Linked DNA regions of Mus musculus: region 1 is linked to region 2. A link is a contact called in public Hi-C data. All regions are on one chromosome and are shown on one strand. Each heading gives the region's core, a stretch centred on a gene start, on an enhancer-like site or on the middle of the called end of the contact. The rest is flanking DNA. Distances are from core to core; before and after follow the strand shown. Region 1 overlaps Trub1 (TruB pseudouridine (psi) synthase family member 1). Region 2 overlaps Ablim1 (actin-binding LIM protein 1).

Region 1 (3,578 bases), core at 1,065-3,564, 320 kb before region 2:
AAGTTAGAGTCTACCTTGGGAAAAGGAGGAAGGGCCATGGCTCCTGTCAGGCAGGGAGGGAGGGGTTCCAAAACTCTGTTGCCTCATGATAATGAACTAAACTGTGGATTTATCTGTTGCTCACTCTATAAAAGCTAATAACAAAGCTTAAGTACAAGTAACTACAAGGACTCCAGCATGAGCCTCTGAGACTGCTAGAACCTCACCATACATCTCAAAACAGACCATTCTTGTCTAGCTTCACACGTACTGAGTCACTGACAGGCCTGTCATCGTGCAGTTGGTGGTTCTTAGCTGCTACTTCCTAGAGCTGTGGTGTCCTGGCGTCTACATTTGCATATCAGCTACTTTCTGCAAACTGTTCCTTCTTTATAGTCTACGAGCTGCACTATGTTGATTTTAGATATACATGTTTGCAGGCAGGTCCAAGCTTCTGATTTTATTTTAAGATAGTACTATAAAGGCATATGAAACACTTGCCTCAGAGGACTGGAAGCAATTCCCCCTTAAGGCAGAAGCGAGCCTTTAAACCCCCTTTTCTTGTCCTTGGTGGCTTCACCACTGTGGCTTCAGATAGCAAATATTTGATGATTACTGAAGGAAATGGAAAAATCCTGCCAATCTGCTAAGAACGTCTGGAGCTGTCATCCTCCAATCTCAAATACTGCTAGGCAAACGGTGTGACGGACGTGTCTCCCTGGAAAGCTAACCTTCATCTTAGGAGTCATCAAATGGGCTTTCTTTCACTTTTAAAAAGTGTGTGTGTGTGTGTGTGTGTGTGTGTGTGTGTGTGTGTGTGCATGCATGTACACGTGAGTTTGTGTGTGTATGGTGTATGTGAGTATGTGTGTGTGTGTGTGTGAGAAAGAGAGAGTATGTATGTCCATGTGTAAGTGTGTGTCTGAGAATGCATGCGTGTGCCTGTGTGTGTGCCCACCCATGTGCGTGTGGCAGGGGCACACATGTGGAGGTCAGACGACAACCCCGAGTCCTTGCCTGTCACCACGCTTGCTGCTGCATATGCCAAAGTAGCAGGCCCATGGTTTCTGGAGGTTCTGCTGTCTCTGTCTCTGCTTCCATCTCCCGATAGGAGCTCTGGATGTCAAGATTCCAGTATGAGTGCAGACCTACGTGGGTCCTGGGGATTAGAACTCAGGGGTTCACACTTGAGCAGCACACTTCACCTACCTAGTCTCCCTCTAACCCTGAGCTTGCTTTAGCATAAGCGAGGGTACAAATTAACAAATGCTATACAGATTTTTTTCTATGACTCCAAAATGCTTACAGCTAGGAAGAAAGTATTTCCCTGCATGGCTGCATTCCCTAGCCAGTTTAGAACCTCACGCCTGGGTCACAGCTGATCACCTTGTTTCTGCCCCCACAACTCATCAATCATCAGGGAGTCTTGCTAGCACTTTCTAGGCTCGATTTGATGCTAACTACAGATGACGTCTCTGGCTCCACCATGAGTGCCCTACTCCAATTATTCTCAGTTCAGCCTCAACGCCTGTGCCAGCCTCACGACCATGACATGTCTGTGTGGCACCCAGTCACCCTTTAGTACAACAGGGAGCTAAAGCATCCCTCTTCTGGAGACGGCAGATAAAGAAGTAGGAAGTGCTCACAGCCCAGGTGAGGACAGGGCAGGTTCACTCTTCCTCCGGCTGCGCCTGCCTCCTCATGCTGCCCTCCTCCACCACAGCTCCGAAGCGCCCTTTCCTGGTATTCTTGGCGAATGGGGATGAGGACACGGGAGGCTTACACATCTATGTGTCACGGACTGTCACCAGCAGCACCACCGGCAAACTCAGAAAGTCTGTGTTACCTCTTGTCATGTGCCTGTGTCTTTCCTCTTAAACCCCACTGTTAGAGCTGGACTTCAGCTGGATTAGGTCTGCTAGCATTTACTAATTCCAATACTAATGTCAAGGATAATCCAACATCTAGAGCATGGAAATAAATGAGTGGTTTTAATTTTCATTGTATTGCTTGATTAACCGATCGAGATACCAAGTGCCACAGGGGTGTCAGCGGGGCAAGAGAAGCCGTGCCGGCAAGAAAAGCCTGGCCTCGCTACTGGCTCGATATGGAATATGTCATAAGGGCAATCAACACATAAGCACGGGGGAGCGGACGCGACACTGTCTGCAGCCGAGCCAAGAGGAGTTGATGTCAGACCTGGGGGAAAACCAGAATGCCAATGAGTAGTTCACAACTGGTGACACAGCCACGCAGGTGAGCTCACTGGCAACACAGCAAGTGCGGCATTATAAATAGCTTAGGCGCTGTGTGAGTTGCTAGGAGACCGGTTCGTTTATCTACCCTTTCTGAGAATAGTGAAAAGAATAGCAGACAAATCAAGGTGGGCCCTGGGGAGTTCCCTCCACTTCAGAGAATTAGTTCTCCCGGTTGGATCACTTCACTCCAGGACACAGGCACGTGACGACTTTGAGGGAAATGACTCGGGCACATTTACTTCAACCAGCTGGGAAGTCACTTAAAAAACATAAGAGGCTCGACACAGGTCAAATCCAACATGATGGTAACTGTGTCTTGTTACCCACTCGTGGGGAAAAACAGCCTAGATCCCAGCTATACATACAAGTAATTTCTGAACATTACAAACACTCCTGTGGGGAAAAGTACTTACAACGCTTTGTTAAGCTCACAGCAAACACGGCGCAGTGTGATGAGCAGTGTCCAGTCTGCTCGAGAATGTACTGAGCCTGGGCAGCATTGAGCCACTGGTTTGTTTTAATTCTGCTAGGACTTTTCTCTTGGGGACGGGGTCTCATGTGTGGCCAGGCTGAGCTAGAACTTGCACGGGGTCTCATGTGTGGCCAGGCTGAGCTAGAACTTGCAATCTTCCTGCCTCACTCTCGCACGTGCGGGGATTACCAATGGACAGCACGCATGCTCCTTAAGTTCTGCATTTTGCGATCACAGGGACTTTAACTGCAGAGGAGAGTGGCGTCGGAGGGCTCCTTACCATACGGCTTCTCTTCCGTTACCTTCCCAGTAGAATCCAGGGTGTCCGTGGCTTTCCCCAGTTCTCCGATGGTGATATACCTCTAGGAAAGGAAATGACAAAAGTGGCCCTGAGTGACACAAGACTGTCAGGCATCCCTCCTAAGGGACAGAACTTTATGAACACTGCCAACTGAAACAAAGTGAAGGCAGGAGGACGACACTGAGACCACTGTGCTGTTTGTTTCTGTTGTGTGGGAAGCATCTGGGAGCCCAGAGACACTCGGTTCTCTGCATCATGAGTTCCACATACGCACATCCAATCAACCACAGATCTGAAATATTCTAAAAATAAAAAGGAGCTGTGCTAATTATGTACAGACTCGTCGTTATCCCCTAAATAAGCCCGTCTGAAAACTGCTTACACAGCAGTTCCTTTGTAGGAGGTGCCACGTGCTACAAGTCTACAAGGGATGCCACGTGCTATAAGGAATGGTTAACGTTGTGAGGGGAAGGCCTGAGCTGTATACAATCGCATCGTGTTTTAGCAGGGGGTGAGGAGCCGTGGACGCGGTACCCACAGAGGCCCTGGAACCAAGACTCTGAAGAGA
Region 2 (3,500 bases), core at 506-3,005:
AACCTGAGAGGGGCAATGTACACTTGTACTGAGTGGCTGAAGGCAAGCACATACAACATGCATATATTTATATATTTTGTTCATAGTTGGTGAAGGCTTCACTGCACCATGGGTGGCTGCCACCTCAGATTCACCGCACTTGATTTTAAGTTAATTTTCGGTCCTTACATGTTCATGCACGAGAGGGGGTTGGTGGAGATTTCCGAGACAGCGTTTCTCTGTGCAGCCCTGGCTGTCCTGGAACTCACTCTGCAGACCAGGCTGGCCTCGAACTCAGAGATCCACCTGCTCTCTGCCTCCTGTGTGCTAGGATTAAAGACATGCACCACTATGCTTAGCTCGTGTTCAGAAAAGTTTCACTGCTTCGTTTCTAATTCCCTTTGGTAACCCCGCCTTCAGTTATATGACCATACTCATTTTAAGAGCCTGTATGTTAGACTATTAATGAGTCATGGGAACTAATCCGAATAACTAACCCGGTGTTCTAGCAAATCCCCAGGAGAGCCTTTCGTGACAGAACTCACTTTCCTCCCACCCCACCTGAGGGTCTGCTCTACCTGTTTATGAGAAGGATCAGAAGAGATCCTATGCCTTGCCTGAGGCTGCCCTTCCCTGGGCAGGAGTCACCTACCCTTGGAATACAGAGGCTAAAGCTGGAGAGGCCCGGCTTTAGCTGTTGCTTCCCTGGCATCTGGCAGGAGATAGTCGTCATCAGGGGCTGCTCCAAGCTTGATTTGTAGACAAGTTGTGACCTGCTTGAGTTTGTCTGAGCATGCAGAGTAGACCCAGGCTCCTAGCAACCCTGTTTTCTACACAGCCCCTGTCATCCACAGCTGTATGGTTTGGAAAAGGGATGCCAAAATCCAGACCCAACAAAGCGTCCTCTTTTGCATGTCCCGAGACCACAGATGACAATTCTGTGTTGGACTTGTTCCTTCCCTTCCCTCCCTGGCCTGCCCATTCTCATGTCCCATCCTGTATGTTACATCACACGGTCAGTGTGTCCTATTTCCTGTGAAGAGACAGCTAGCTCAAACCCCAACTGCTTTGTTGCTTTGGGGAAAGATTTCCAATGTGTAAAAAAATGGTCACTGGAAACTTCAGCTGTCGCTGTTGCTATAGTAGGAACCTATTACTCAGTGATCTTGGCCCAAATCGGGGAGCTGTGTGGGTAAGCAGTGGGCACCTTTCCTAACAGCATTGCCAGGGACACCTTAGTCAGCATCCCAGAGAGCCCAGATGGGGATATCTTTCCATCACAGTCTGAGTGATTGTTGATGAATCTTAGATACCACTGAGACCATTGAAACCTAGCCAGTGAATTTTATTTGTATGAGATATTGCATGGCTCCCAGGGGATGGGGAGGGGGGGGCAGAAGAAAGAGCAGAGCCCAATAATAAATGGCTCTTTGTGCTCGTCCACTCCCTGTCCCCAAACCGTTGAGAGCACAGGGAGCCACCAGCATGTGGCAGAAGGCAAATGCTGCCCAGAGATTTGGCAGGCGATGACCAGTTGTAAACTTGTCTTTCTACAGTGTGCGGCTGCGACCTGGCCCAGGGGGGCTTCTTCATAAAGAACGGGGACTATCTGTGTACCCTGGACTACCAGAGGATGTATGGGACACGGTGCCACGGCTGTGGGGAGTTCGTGGAGGGCGAGGTGGTAACTGCCCTGGGCAAGACCTACCACCCCAACTGCTTCGCCTGTACAATCTGCAAGTAAGTGGCCCTTTTTCCCAAGCCTCTGGCTCCCTCCAATAGACAAATGCTGGCTTCAGCATCCAGAGCTTTGACAGCCTCCTCTGGTCCTGAACAGTACAGAGTCTTAAAATAGCCCTTTCCCAACATGTCTCTTCCTGGTTCTTGGTCTCTTCTAGCCTGTTCGTTCTTGGTTAAAGTGCAGTAGAGTTGAAAAGCTTTGTTTGTATCCTCTGTAAAGCAGTGTGGCAGCCTGTTAAGTGGCTGTATCTTAAGCCTGAAGGGACAGCCTCAAGCCTCAGGGAAGTTTTAATATGGACAGCAGAGTAGGGGACGGACAGCTGCTTGGAAGGATAAAGCTCATTTGGAAATGTAGGTGATTGTGTGGACATGTACACAGAGTCTAGCCTCTTCTAGCTGGGCACTGAACTGTGTGCCCATGGCCCCAGCATTCAGAAGGCAGAGGTGGAAGAAGTGCTTAAGCACGGGCATTCAAGACAAGCCTCACCAAGACAGCACAACCCCTCCTACTAGAGATAAAATGCTATCTTTACTGTAGTTGGTGATGGTTGGCAATGCCTCACTGGTCAAATCATTAGTCTTTAGGTCTTTTTTTGTTTGTTTCTTTGTTTTGTTTGAGGTAGGGCCTCACTCTATAGCTCGGGCTGTCCTGGAACTGTGTAAACCAGGCTGGCCTTGAACTCCCAGAGATCCTCCTGCCTCTGCCTCTCACGTGCTGGGGTTGAAGGTGTGTGCTATGATGCCTGGCTTTAGGTCTTTCTTTTAAATAACATTTTGTTGGCTTTGTGTTTGTATAGGGTTTAGGACTTCTGTCAGGTACAGTGGCAGGGTTGCGGAATTATGACAGAGCCCAAATGGTCTACAAAACCTAGAGACACTAGTCACTGATGTTTTAGGAGAAACTCCTGATTGCTAGGCATCTGTATAAGACAGCTTAGTGAAAATGATCAGTCTGAGGGAAGGAAACTGGCACGGGAGGGGGGGGTGCTGTTGTGTTTTGGGAGCCACATGTTATAAAAGGAAGATGGCCTTTGATTCCTGTGGTACACAGAGTCTGGCTTGTACCATAGAGGATCTGTGTGGGTCTGTAGCTAGGCACTGAATAGACGGGGGTCAGCCACACTCCTGGGGTGATGCACATAAAGGCCCACTTGTTATCAGTGCCCTCCAAGAGCTGGGTCAGCCCTGGACAATGAGCCCCTGAACTTGTCCCAAGGATCTTGCTTGCCTCATCCAGGTCCCGTCCCTGAGTGGAGACCAAAGGACATACTCTTGCTGTACTGAGTTTAACCCTCTGATATTCTCCTTACAGAACAGACTACGGGCTTGTTCAGGTATAGTAAGGAAGCAAGAAGCCCCCTGCAGTGCCACAGTGTAGTTTTAATTATTAACACAGGTCTAAGTCAGGTGGGTGAGGCCTGACCCTGACTGTGGCCCCTTTATCTGTCCAGTGAAAAGTGGCAAAGCCACTTCAGAGAGGGAGCCACTGAACCGGGGACTTCGAAGATGTAAGACTATAATCTCCCCCTCCCCGCACACTTGATAAATGGTACCAGCCATACAGGTGGGGTTAAGTCCAACTGTGCTGGTGAGTGCTTGTCATGGTTAGTTACCAGCCATGGGAGAAGGGTTAAGGGCTGTGAACATACAAACACAGGTCAGGAAGCTTGGACTTGCTCCAGACCAATGACTTCTGACTTGTCCAAGTCTGTCTGTCGAGTTCCACATTTCCTAACTGACAGTCCCCACATTAGAAAATTCACATTGATGAAGATTGTTGG

Evidence for each region. Hi-C and Micro-C count contacts between places; a contact is called where the count stands out from the background.
Region 1: a Hi-C map of cortical neurons shows a contact between it and region 2, with 3 times the contacts expected there. The contact joins two enhancer-like sites. A contact is called at or near these places in 1 of 15 datasets of contacts at CTCF or cohesin (large pre-B cells), 19 of 484 Hi-C or Micro-C datasets (the BV-2 cell line, the C10 cell line, DN3 thymocytes and 13 more), 3 of 115 datasets of contacts at active chromatin or transcription factors (embryonic fibroblasts, embryonic limb bud and large pre-B cells) and 1 of 9 other capture datasets (embryonic stem cells).

What each region holds. Positions count from the first base shown.
Region 1 is chr19:57,472,192-57,475,769 of GRCm38.p6, reverse strand. Trub1 (TruB pseudouridine (psi) synthase family member 1) reads right to left here. Exons shown (of 8, transcript NM_028115.3): 4 at 2,990-3,071. Among named protein-coding and RNA genes, the nearest start is that of Trub1, 21 kb to the right of the region's middle. Within about 2 kb of position 2,314, at least 26 of the 459 cell types and tissues checked have an H3K27ac peak or open chromatin away from gene starts, as enhancers often do. A contact at or near this core is called in cortical neurons, where this site is marked.
Region 2 is chr19:57,153,371-57,156,870 of GRCm38.p6, reverse strand. It overlaps Ablim1 (actin-binding LIM protein 1), which reads left to right. Exons shown (of 26, transcript NM_178688.4): 3 at 1,536-1,719. Among named protein-coding and RNA genes, the nearest start is that of Ablim1, 61 kb to the left of the region's middle. Within about 2 kb of position 1,755, at least 45 of the 459 cell types and tissues checked have an H3K27ac peak or open chromatin away from gene starts, as enhancers often do. A contact at or near this core is called in cortical neurons, where this site is marked.